Regions from separate parts of the Mus musculus genome. Here regions 2 and 3 are each linked to region 1. Evidence: chromatin contacts called from public promoter capture Hi-C data. All regions are on one chromosome and are shown on one strand. Each heading gives the region's core, a stretch centred on a gene start, on an enhancer-like site or on the middle of the called end of the contact. The rest is flanking DNA. Distances are from core to core; before and after follow the strand shown.

Evidence for each region. Promoter capture Hi-C pulls out the DNA fragments that hold promoters and counts their contacts.
Region 2: a promoter capture Hi-C map of liver shows a contact between it and region 1, with 5 times the contacts expected there. The contact joins the promoter of D630033O11Rik here to the promoter of Ccdc153 in region 1. A contact is called at or near these places in 2 of 39 promoter capture datasets (hippocampal neurons and liver) and 1 of 115 datasets of contacts at active chromatin or transcription factors (pancreatic cancer cells).
Region 3: a contact with region 1 is called in a promoter capture Hi-C map of pre-B cells, with 2.2 times the contacts expected there. The contact joins the promoter of Tmem25 here to the promoter of Ccdc153 in region 1. A contact is called at or near these places in 4 of 39 promoter capture datasets (cranial neural crest, fetal liver, hippocampal neurons and 1 more).

The regions. Positions count from the first base shown.
Region 1 is chr9:44,238,497-44,242,746 of GRCm38.p6, forward strand. Ccdc153 (coiled-coil domain containing 153) reads left to right here and starts at 2,181. Exons shown (of 7, transcript NM_001081369.2): 1 at 2,181-2,227; 2 at 2,502-2,580; 3 at 3,126-3,191. The coding sequence starts at 2,511.
Region 2 is chr9:43,257,849-43,262,098 of GRCm38.p6, forward strand. D630033O11Rik (RIKEN cDNA D630033O11 gene) reads left to right here and starts at 2,031. Exons shown (of 3, transcript NR_168927.1): 1 at 2,031-2,211.
Region 3 is chr9:44,797,455-44,801,704 of GRCm38.p6, forward strand. It overlaps Tmem25 (transmembrane protein 25), which reads right to left and starts at 1,793. Exons shown (of 8, transcript NM_001357385.1): 1 at 1,210-1,793; 2 at 667-978. The coding sequence starts at 1,279. It overlaps Ttc36 (tetratricopeptide repeat domain 36), which reads right to left. Exons shown (of 3, transcript NM_138951.1): 2 at 4,140-4,250; 3 at 1,946-2,279. The coding sequence ends at 2,017.

The sequences.
Region 1 (4,250 bases), core at 931-3,430:
AACTGAAGTCAATAAAAAGAGAAGGGAAGGTTGGCCTTTTTCTCACAGTTTTTATTTGGTTTGTTTTCTAAAGAGGGGCTGAATTGCTGAGCACAACGCCAACCCCTTTCTGGGTTCCGTTGGGACCAGTTCATCACGTGACACATGGCACCTTTTTTTTTCTCCACTTCACCTTGACCTCAAACCACATCCTGATCCTGCACCTGAGAGTCAGTTGACTGAACTCATTTGTAAAATACACGATCTCCTAAAACATGAGGTCTAGGTTGTGTTCTGTCATCCCCAATGTGTCCTTCCAAGCACAAACGTGAGTGACAGAGATTCAGGGAAAGAAGTCCCTGAGAAGCTCCTGGGAAAGGACCGGAGATTCTAAAGGAAGAATAAATGAAAACGTGATGAAAAATGAGATTTCTCCATATCTGAGACCTGTGTACGGGGTCACCAGCCCTACGTTACAGGGGCTGTAAGCATCACAACGACAAGTAGGACTCTTTGCTCTATAAAGTGTCCAGAGCCGGGGCTGGAGACATGGCTCGGCAGTTAAAAGTGAGTCCTGCTCATGAAGAGGACTCGAATTTGGTTTCCAGCACCACACTGGTGGGCTGCTCACAACTACCCGTAACTCCGACTCCAAGGGACTCCAAAGCTCTCTTGTAGCCTCCCCCGCCCCCCGGCACTGTGCTCACAAACCCACACATAAAGAACATAATCAAAAATAAAAATTAAAACTCTCTCTTACAGTATCTAAAGTGCTACGGAGTTAAATAAAACAGGTATTGACCTTCCGCTTGCTCTGGAAGTGATTTCATAGTCCCACATCTTGTGTCTGTTTCGGCAGATTTGCTTCTAATAATATGCAACTGACCAACATTTTCAGGGACTAGAATGGACAGACATGCCTAAAAAGGATCTGTAGGTTCCATAATCCACAGGGAGGAAGGCTTGTTTAAATTCTATGTATGGTGACATTATGGTGCCCAGAGATGGCACAGGTCCAGACGGATCTCTCCCAGATGGAGGGAGGGCTTCCCGTCATGCTTTCTGCCAACAATCAAATTTTAATTATACATAAGATACTAAAAAACACCCCGTAAAGGGGATCTCCCCCAATATTGCCCAAGAAATTACCAACTGCAAACTTTAGGAGGTGCAGGCGGTCAAGCAAGTCCACTAGAGGGAGCCCTAAGCAACTTTATGCTGCAGGGAGCCTGGGGGCTGCTAAACCCCTGCCTGCAGATTAAACCTCATAAAGAAATAGTGGGAGAAGGCAAGATTGACTGGAGAGGGAAAAAGGAGTCCTGTAAACACTGCACTGACGTCTGGGGATTTCAGGAGCTACAAAACTTATACACCAAGAAATACAAGCTGAGCAAAATTAAGTAGCTGAACTCCAGACTCTTGTCTAATTTGTGTTCCTCTTTGTGGGTCAGCATCCTTTCAACTACCTGTGTCAGAACATGTTTCCCTCACACACCACAGTAGCCTTTTTGAGGCAAACCTTCAGGTTGTTGTTTAAAAAAAAACAAAAACAAAAACAAAAAACAAAAAACAAACAAAACATTTATTTATTTATTTTATGTATCTGGTGGTCTTCAGACACACCAGAAGAGGGCATCCGATACCATTACAGATGGATGTGAACCACCATGCTGTTGCTGGAAATTGAACTCGGGACCTCTGGGAGAGCAGCCAAGTGCTCTCAACCACTGAGCCATCTCTCCAGCCCCCAAACCTTCTGTTTTAAAGTAAATAATGTCACTGTGTTCACACGAAACCTCCAGATATAAAGTAGCTGTGATGGCCGCTATCCCTGCTTTCCCTATGTCTTGCAAAACACTGCTCTCCCAGACTGCAAGTTTGTAGATTCCTAGCCTGGAGAGTCTCCAGACCACAGGTAGTGCCTGTGTAGACATGAATAATAGCTATTCGGCTCCTAAGCCTCTTCTTTAGGGCTAGGATATGGAGGTAAAAAGAGAAGCTTTCCTTTGTATGAGCTGATTTAGCTCACCCACCTGCCTGAGTTTTCCAGTTGCCTGGACAACGTGCAGTATCCAGAAACCCAACATCCCAGTTCTTGGTCCCACCTCTTGAGGAAGTTTTACACCTTGGATTGGCTCCCAGGACCCAGGCTCCTCCCTAGACTCAATCTACTTGGGTCTCTCTTTACTGTCCCCATGACATGTCATTTCCCAGGGAGACACCACACAAGCAACAGAAAGTCTTGCAGGTAGGTAGGAAGGAGGAGAGTACACAAGTTGGGGAGAGAGAAGGGATGTCCAGAAGTTTCTCTAAGAAGCTGACTGCTGCACATAGGATTGTTCTCCCTCAGTGATCCCAGCCCTCCCTAAGGGTCCCAGAGACCAAGAAATGAAGCTTCTATAGAAGTGTAAGATGCACTGGGAGACTGGCACTCTGATGCTCCAGAAACCCCCAACCAACTCAGTGTAAGAGTCAGGAAAGCCTGTCTGTATGCTGACCTACATAGGTCTTCCCTTCGTCAGGACAGCGGGATGCCACCTAAAACCAAAGGAAGGGGGAGAAAAGCTGAGGCACGGAAGAAGAAAAAGAATTCAAGTCCTGGTGAGTCACCATGGGTGAAGGCCAGTGCCCCTGCATGTCCATGTCCACACCAAGGTCCTTAGAGGGAATCCAGCTCCCTGGGCAACAAGACAGAGGGCGTTTGTTTTGGTTTTGTCTTTTGTTCTTTTGACACAGGGTCACTAAGAAACCCAGGCAAGCCTCAAACGTATCCTCCTAGTCCTCCTAGTGCTGGGACAGCCTGGTGCTCACAATGCCTGGCATTAGTTAGGCATTGACACCACAGTTGGCTAAAGTGAGGCTCTCTTGCCCTCCTCTTCAGAGCCCTGAGTTCAGATTCGGCCAGGCTGGGGACCGGAGACTGCCTCTCTCCCCCTGGAGCCCCCTCTAGTCCTTTGCCTCTGTCATCTGTTTCACCCTTCTTTTGAGCACACACCAAGTACAAGGCAGTGAAGGCTTGGCTATGAATTTGTCAGATTTTGGCATTGGGTATCAGTGATCTTCCCCCATCCTGCAAAAAGTGCGGGAGGAAGACAGGGCAGGGGCGAGATCAGCGTAGCCTAAGACTCCGTGGTTTGCCACGACAGGTGTGGAGGCTGAGGCCAAGCACAGGCTGGTGCTGCTCGAGAAGGAGCTGCTTCAGGACCGCTTGGGTAAGGAGTGTGGAGCCTCAGGAGACAGCAGCAATGACAGGTCCTAGTCAGGGTTATCACTGCTGTGAAGAAACACCACAACCAAAGCAACGTGGGGAGGAGATGGTTTATCTGGCTTGCGCACCCAAAGCACTGTTTATTATTGAAAGAAGTCAGGAGAGGAGCTAGGAGCCTGGAGACAGGAGCTGATACGGAAGTCATGGAGGGGTGCTGCTAATTGGCTTGCTCTCCATGGCTTGCTCAGCCTGCTTTTTTATAGAACCCAGGACCACCAGCAAAGGGGTAGCACCACCCACAATGGGCTGGGCCCTCCCCATCATTCACTGATTAAGAAAATGCCCTATAGGCTTAACTATAGCCAGATCTTATAGAGGCATTTTCTTTCTTCCTTCCTTCCTTCCTTCCTTCCTTCCTTCCTTCCTTCCTTCCTTCCTTCCTTCCCTCCCTCCCTCCCTCCCTCCCTCCCTCCCTCCCTCCCTCTCTCTTGTTTGTTTGTTTGTTTTTTGAGACAGGGTTTCTCTGTATAGCCCTGGCTGTCCTGGAACTCACTTTGTAGACCAGGCTGGCCTCGAACTCAGAAATCCGCCTGCCTCTGCCTCCCAAGTGCTGGGATCAAAGGCGTGCGCCACCATGCCCGGCTTCTAATCTTTTTTAAAAAAAGATTTATTTATTTTATGTACATGAGTGTACTGTCCCTGTCTTCAGACACTCCAGAAGAGGGTATCCCATTACAGAAGATTGTGAGTCACCATGTGGTTGCTGGGATTTGAACTCAGAACCTCTGGAAGAGCAGTCAGTGCTCTTAACCGCTGAGCCATCTCTCCAGCCTGAGGCATTTTCTCAGTTGTGGCTCCCTCCTCTCTGATAATTCTAGCTTGTGTCAAGTTGACATAGAACTATCCGTGCAGCCTTGGCATACGTGGCATCTCTGGGTTCTTGGGGAACTGGAAGTGTGGACTATGTCCAGGGCTAATTCTCTGTTGGCAAGGATTGTGAGGAAGGGCTAGACAATGAAGATTGATGAAGAAGTTGTTCTTCCCCCTGACTCTGAGAACGCAA
Region 2 (4,250 bases), core at 781-3,280, 980 kb before region 1:
GGAGAATGGGATTGACTCCCCGAGTCCCACCTCCCCGAGCTGCTGAGCCCTGTGGCAGAGCAGACTCGAGACCCTATAACCCTACATACCATTGATTTTTTTGGTTAATTAGTGCCCTCTGGTCTCCACGCAACTAAGGAACAACAGTTCTTCTGGTCTGGTCAAGGCAAGTTTAAAGTTAGCAGCCAGAGTCACAGGCTTCTCCCTCAGGTCTGTCTCCAGCGTACTCTGGAGACCGCAGTGTGAAGAGGACTCCCTGAAACTATGTGCTTCTACACCACAATGCAGTTCTACCCTTGACATATTCTCTATGAGAAGAAGCCCAACTCTAGACACCTCCTGCTGAGGAATGGTGGGCCTGGAAGGACATCTAGAAGGAGTTTGGAAGCAAAATTAGCTGATATCACTTTGGTTCTGGTGGACCTACTAAGTGCTCCCTTGAGACACTCTCAGGTCTCTTTGAATGACGGCATGCTCGGCTTTACCTGTCCCTTGGATATTTTATACTTATATCTACAGTTCACAAAAAATAACTCCCTTGAACTTGCTGTAGAGTCAAGGATGACCCTAACTTCTGATCCCCCTGCCCTACCTCTCTAGATGTGGGACTAGAGGTGTGGTCTAAACATGCCTGATTTACAGGTTGCTGGGGAAGGAATCGGAAATTCATAATGGTAGGCAAGCTCTCTCCTAACTGAGCTACACCCCTAGCTAATATTAACCCTTTACCTATTTCTATTAAATTGGAGCTTCCAGATGGGGAGATGAATTTGAGATCTGCCAATTTCCCCGGGAATGTAAGACTCTGGGGGAGGAGGTAGGTGTCTAGAAGTAGGTTTCCTACCTACTGAATGGACAATTGGGAATCTCTTGTCTTGTAGCTACTGCTATGAAGTAGGGTGGCACAGTGGTAGTATGGTGGGGTAGCTTGGTGGTTGTAGTGGTTTAAATGAAAATGATCCCATAGATTCTAGGGAGTGGTGCTATTTGAAAAGATTAAGTGCTGTGGCCTTGTTGGATTGGTGTGGACTTATCGGAGGAAGTGGGCTTCAAATGCTCCAGGCAGGCCCAGTGTCTGCACCCTTCTCTCCCTTCTGCCTACAGATCCAGGTGTAGAATTCTTGGTTACTTCTCTAGCATTAAGGCTGCCTCTATGCTGCCCTGCTTTCCACCATGATGAGGACAGACCAACCCTCAGCCAGCCCCAACTAAATGTTTTCCTTTATAAGAGTTGCTGTGGTCATGGCATCTATTCACAGAGATAAAACCCTAATGAAGACGCCCAAACGTTCTCTCTCTCCTGCTGCCTGCAGATCCAGATATAGAATTCCTAGCACCATGTCTGCCTACATGCTTGCATGCTTGCGCCATGACAATAATGGACTCTGAAATCATAAGCCAGCCCCAATTAAATGTTTTCTTTTTTAAGAGTTGCTGTGGCCATGATGTCTCTGCACAGCAATAAAAACCCTAAGACGGTGGTAGTGTGTGGCTCGGTAGTAGAGTGGGCCTCATCTTGTAGGGAATGCTCTTTCAGCCACAGAATTGCCTGTAACTGCTTCTAACTGCTCTCTCTCTCTCTCCCTTCTTTTTAATTTCTGTGAGAAGAATCCCAGTTTGCTTTCTCTGAGCTTTGTGTGTGTATGTGTGTGTGTGCGCGCACGCGTGCGTGTGAGCATCACAACTTGTATTTTCCCACTTAGCAAAATATTAATTATCCTACCCTGGAACCTCTCTGTCGGGTGTATTTTCCTCGTGCCACCCTCTAAGCTGTGGGGTACCAAGAAACTGCTGTGTTTTTCCCTCATCTCAGCAAGACTCCTGTAGTGTCTGAGGGGAGACCTGTCCCACCTCGCTGGGTGCAGGCTAACCTCTGTGCCTCACAGTGGCATCCAGTGCTCCTGCTGTCTCAGCACGGCTCACACAGTGTGGGAACCTGTCATTTTCCTCCAGGAGGCTGTGAACGTAACTGCACCTGTATTCACACTATCATCTGAATTCCCAATGCCTAGTGCAGTGTCTGGCATAGAGTCATGGCTCTCGGAGCAGTTCCAGTGAAGCAGGTAAATGAATGAAAATAAAGAAAATAATGAAAATAAGGAACAGAGTGAAGGAGGCGCAGCTTCCTGTCTGCACCACGGCATCGGTGTCACCTCTTGCACAGTCCCATATGGAACTTATGACTTGAGCCCTTCCTGCCCTGGGTGTCTGGTGAGTCCTAACCTCTGTCCCTGCCTACTGAGGGGGAAGGCTCCAGGGAGCAAGTGCAGCCAAACGCAGAGTTTGAAAGAGTCTTAGTGAACAAGCGATTGATGGTCATCTGGATCCACCATGGGAGAATTGGTCCCTGGTCGCTGAGAAGGAAAAGCCTCCGAATTCTAAGCACTGGCCTCTCGGGTCCCACTTCCCACTAACACAGTGAGCAGAAAATGGATTGGTTTTTCTCTGCTTCACAGATGAGGAGATTGTGGTGTGAGACGTGGAATTAAGCTTTACCCAAGGTGACAGAGCTGCCCAGGGACCAGGTTCAGGCTGAAGGGTTATTCTTTTTGTTGTTGTTGTTGTTGTTTTGTTTGTTTGTTTTTCGAGACAGGGTTTCTCTGTGTAGCCCTGGCTGTCCTGGAACTCACTCTGTAGACCAGGCTGGCCTTGAACTCAGAAATCTGCCTGCCTCTGCCTCCCAAGTGCTGGGATTAAAGGCATGCGCCACCACGCCCGGCTGGGTTATTCTTTTTTTAATAACTTCTGACCAACAGGATAGCTGAATGCAGCCTAGCCCCCAAATTGTAAACTTAGTTAAAACGCTATGTTCTATTTTTTGCAATTAAAAATAATTACTATGTTGTGTGTGTGAGAGAGAGAGAGAGAGAGAGACAGAGACAGAGACAGAGAGACACAGAGAGAGAGACAGAGAGACAGAGAGCACACAAGCACAACGTTCAGTCTCCTCTTCCATCACGTGGGTTCCAGGGCTTGAACTCAGGTCATCAGGCTTGGTGACAAGTCCTTGACCCATGGAGCCATCTGTTAGCTGCAATTTGTGTGGTTTGTGAGCACAAACAACTTGTGTAGCAATAACAAAAGGCTTGGCATGTCTGGGGGCATGCGCATGGTGGCTATGAGGGCTCTTAACTGAAATGAGAAAGAAAATGAGGGTGTGGGTGGGGTAGGGTTTGGTGGTGCGTGCGTGCGTGCGTGTGTGTGTGTGTGTGTGTGTGTGTGTGTGTGTGTGTGTGTGTGTGTGCAGCATGTATGGGGGATGGGTTGGCGGTGTGTGCAGTGTGTGTGTGTGTGTGGGTGCAGTATGTGCAGTGTGTGTGTGTGCAGCATGTATGGAGGGTGGCTTGGTGGTGTGTGCAGTGTGCGTGTGTGTGGTGGGTTGAGTGTGTGTGCAGTGGGTGGGGGTGGGGGTTGGTAGTGTGTGCAGTTGGGGCGGGGGCTCAGGCTGCATCCTGGAGCCTGATGCCTTCCAGCCTGTGCTGTGGAGAACAGAGAGAGAAGGGCAGAGCTGCTCATCCTGAGTTTGGGAGGGGGTGGAGGGGTGGGGTGGAGGGGAGGTCCAGAGGTGGAGGTAGAGAGGATGAGGGGATGAGGGATTGGGAGAGCTGCTGGGTCTCTTTTCTTAAAGTGGGTTGAGGCTCCAGTGAGGCGGTAGAGCTGGAAGCCATGAGAGCCTTCTGTGCTCTGGAAGCCATCAGAGCCTTCTGGGCTCTGGTTCGTGGGAGCCTCCTCAGCCCCTCAGGTTGGAAGCATCAGTCTCAAGCCCCATCCCCACTCTTCCCTGCTGCCCAGATCAGACACCAAAATATTTCCACATTTCCTTTGGAAAAATCCTGGGAGGTCTGTTTATGGCTATAGCATTGAGGCACACATCTGTGCACAGTTTGGCTGGGACATCTGGAAACCCAGGAACTGGAGTGTGGGGGAATTTGGAGCACATGCTACATACCTTTATCCCCAAAGAGTTTCCCTATCTCTTCAGGACTGCCATATCTGTTGGATCCTGTTTCTGTAAATAGTACCCACCCCCCAACACACACACAGTCTTTATCTGCATACATCTACACTCACAGAATACTGTCACACACACTTGGTTTCAGTAGGGTGAACTGCACACAGGGACATTCCTGACTTCAAACACGACACTTATTCATAATGCCCCAGCTCTAGGGAGCCCTCTGGTATTCAGGGTCATCACCCTTGAGCCAGTCACCAGCCTTAGATGGGTGGGACAATACATGTTGACTCAG
Region 3 (4,250 bases), core at 543-3,042, 560 kb after region 1:
GAGTTCAAGGTCTACAAAGCTTCTAGGTTCACAAAATTTCCAGGGCAGTCAGGACTTTTATATAGAGAAACCCTGTCTTGAAAAACCAGAATAAGAAAAAAGAATAGAAAACTACTGGGGATGTGGCTCAGTGGAAGCAGAGGCAGGGGGATTTCCAGTTTGGGGCTGCTCTTGGATAAATAGTAAGACTGTCTAAAATTTTAAAACCTGGGCTGGGAATATAGCTCAGTTGGTAGAGTGCTTGCCGATCATGAGAAAGGTCCTGGGTTCGGTCCTCATACCACATACCCTATGGTCTCTGCACTGGGGAGGCAGAAGCAAGAAGATCAGAAGCTCAAAGTCACCCCTGGAAAAAGTCTCAAAGCATAAAAATAAAAAGAGTAGAGAGCCAGACAAAGGTCTAAATTTGCATCCTGGACCTACTTCTTAATTGTTGGGCAATTAAATCTCAAAATGTTGGGCAGCTGCTTAACTTGTGCCTCAATTTCTCATTTGTAAAATAGGGATGAAAATAGAAATTCTCTCATATCGTGTTTATGAATGTCCTGTTAAAGCTAAATGTGTCATGCGTATGAGTAATCTCAGCACTCTAGAGGCCGAGGCAGGGGATTGGCAAGTTTGAGTCCAGCCTAGGCAATGTAGTAAGACTGTCTCAGGGATACTTACATTGCACATTGAGGATGACAGAGGCATTGGCTGGCCGGCCACTCCCTGGGTCCTGCAGGGAGCAGTTAAGCTCATGTTGGGAGCGCTGGGCAGTAACAGTGAAAGTGCTGGTTCCTCCAGAGAAGGCGTCCCCACCCACACTCAGCAGTCGGGAGGTGGTGGCCTCCTGTAGCTGTCCATCCAGGTACCAGGCTAATCGGGGAGTGGCAGAACCTCCTGCAACCCGACAGGTGAAGGCATGGTGCTCATTCTCCCTAAGCGCTCTCTCAGCCCAGGTCTGACCATCAATTTGCGGCGCCAGCTCCCCTTGACCTGGAACACAGCAGGCAGCCGCTGGGAGGCACTTGGAGAGACCACAGTGAGGTTCAGTTACAGAGAGGCAGCAGGCCAAGAGACAGGGCAGCTGGTTTCTCTGACCAGGATCTGCATAGACTTATGGTAGGGAAGTAGGGATAGGGGAACCCAGCCCTGGAGACTGGAGTGGGTATCGTGAGAGGAGATGCAAGCAAGGAGGGTTTGGCCAAAGGATGAACTGGGGTATACCTGAACTTAAGAGGGCAGGAAGGAGCAGCAGTGTGTGCCGGAGGGTAGCTTGGCTTAGAGGCAATTCCATGGTGATCAGGGACCGGCCTCCAGGCTGCTGAGAGAAGAGTACCAGCCATGTAGGCCTAACAATTCCTGCAATAATTTACCATGCACTGATGTAGACTGGCCCACAGTGGCCAAGACACCGGCACAAATAGACACAATCAGCAAGACCCAAAGGAAGAGACCCTATGGCAACACTTCGTCTCTGTGCGGGCATAGAGGCCAGCACTGACAGTAGATGACCACAGACAGACAGACAGACAGACAGACATGCACAGGCGCCCTTCCCCTTCCCCCCCAAACGATCGTCCTTCTCTTGACCCGGTTCACTCCTCGCTGGCCTTGGCTCTCCCTCCCATATCTCGCCATGCACCGCTTTTCCAATCTCGGCTGCTCAGGTGGACTTGGGCCTAGCAAGAGAGCGTCGCGGATCCGAGGGTCGCTGGAGCATCCTGCTTTCGGGTCAGCTCACCTGGCTCCCTCCCAGAGTGAGCCCCAGCAATTGCTCAAGAAGGCTGAGCACCGCAGTCCGCTGCAAGGGCGGGGCCCGCGCCAGGCAGGACCAATCGCTGCCCGAGCAAGGGCAGGTGGCCGTTCCAGCCCCGCCCTGTCCCGCCTCCTCCCTACCCCCGCCAAGGCCTCCACCGTGAGGCTGGTTAGTAAGCAGGCGGACACAGAGCAGACGCAGTCCGAGAGTCCCGGAAGTTTTATTGGGTCCTGGTTGGGTCAGGGTCCCCCTCTCCATCATTCGGCCGGCCACGCTCAGCGCCCGTTGCTGGGCGCGCGCAGCTGCCCCATCATGTCGGCCAGCATGCGGTTGCACAGCGCGGCGTACGGGTTGAGCAGCACTAGCTGGCGCCGTGCGAACGGGCTGCCCAGTCGCGCAGCCTTCTCGAAGTCCCTGCGGGCGTCGTCGTCCCGGCCCTGAAATCTCGCCAGTAGCCCGCTCTGCACGAAGCTCTGGCGGGCGGCGCGACCCCGGCCGCCGCTCAATGTCACCGCGCGCTCCAAGTCCTCCAGGGCGCCTGCGGGCGGACAGGGAGAGGGCGGCGCAGGTCAGCCGGGTGTGGGCAACCGAGCCCCCGCCCACCTGCCGAGCAGAGCAGCCCATCCCCTCCTTCGTGCAGCAGACTTTTGAACCACGAGGGATTATTTCTAACCCGAGATGAAGGGTTGCTACAATTGGCTTGTGGGCCGCCCACGGGCAGAGCTGAGATCAAAGTCCAAGGCTCTCCTTGGCCTTGTTCCTGGTATGTCCTAACATTAATGCACCCAAACGTGAATGTTTTCTAGAGGATCTGGCCACTGTGTTAGTGAATCCATCAATTATCAAATAGTCGTAGTTCACACAAGTGGAGCCTAGCACCTACTGTGTGTTTGGTGGCCCACTTTGAACCCTAGAGTTCAAGAAATCTCATTAGCTAACAGAACTGTTTCCTCTTTTCCAATGCAGACTACGAAAGCGGCACGTTCCCCATTTTTCTCCTTCATTATCTCCACGGTCTTCATTACTCTGTATCTTATTTCATTGGAAGAAGGTCGTGGAGCCAGAGCTGGCTGCACTGTTTTATTTTCGTGATTCTCAGAGGAACGTACTTGGATTGAGTTTCAGAACTCATCCCGGAACCTCAGGCAGCCAGCTTAGGGTTTCTGTTAGGTCCACGGGCTGCTTTCTTTGGACCCTGCCTCTATTCATAGTCTCCAGTTTCCTAAAGAGGCTGCCAGGGCCCTTGCATTGCTCAGCACCATCGTGGAGAAAGGCTGAGTTTCCCTCAGAGGTCCAGGTTGGGACTGCAGACTGAGCAGCTCTGGGACCAGCTCAGTTTCCCTCTTCACAGCTAGTCTGCAGGAATCCAAGCCTCTACAAGTGGAGTTACCTCTGCATCTCCAGGCTTTCCATCTGTAGGTTGTCAACAACAACCTATGGCAGACAAGCCTCCTGTCATTAGGATGAGGTCCAAATTCTCCAGTTTAGGTTCTAGGAACACCCCACCAGCTAGTCTTACCTATGGCCTGGTCTCCAACTCCTAGTCCTATTCCCTCTATCCTATGATCCCCATTCCAGCTACAGAAACTGAATACACCAGGTTTGATCCAGATACCTTCCCTGCCCAGGCCAAATCCCTGAGTGACAACCACCTTCTCATCTGACACTTGTAGTTTGTCACTCCTGGATCTCGGTCCACCTCCGCAGGGCTCAGCTTTCCACCCATCCCTGGGGCCCGCTCCACCCTGGAGAGTGCAAGCTTCCCAGACGGATGGATGCATTCTCTCTAGGCCCCTGGCGTCTGAATTGACACATTGCTCATCTTTCAGAACTTGCCCTTCAGGAACAGGTCCCCATGCCGCTTCCTCTCAGATTTGCCTGCTGTTACCTAATGATGAGCCCCCTGGAGAGTAGTCTCATGGTTTTTAGAGCCCTGCCACCTGGGTTCCTATTCTAGCTCAGCCACTTCTTGGCTGGAGGATGACGAGGAAGCTACTCAACCTCTGTATTCTTCCTTTTCTTCGACTTTATGATGAAATGACAATACATACCCTCTGGGGTGGGGGGTCATAAGGATTGTTACTACAACCTTGTGGTGTGCATAATGCCTAGTTCCCAGTAACTGCTAGACAAACATTTTATCCTCATGCCCTGCTCTTCAAGCCTACTGCTGCCTAGAAGGCTTTTATTAAGTCCATGAGCAGAATGCAGCCTCTTGATTCTCATATAGTCTCATGAAGCTAGCAGAACCCATACTGTCTTGAATTTTATAGGTAAGAACATAGATGTCAGGGAGTTTAGTGTCTCTGTTTCTCTGCTCTCCACCCACAACCAACTCATCTCTGCCCTTCATGGGAGGGGTCCTTTCTGTGGAGGATCTCTGGTGTTTTCCCCTCACCTGCTACATCCCCCTGGAGCCGCCGGGCTTGGGCTCGGTTGTTGTAGGCAGAGGCTCTGTCAGGTAGCAGGCTAATGGCTTGGCCAAACTTCTCCAGTGCTGTGTGGAGGT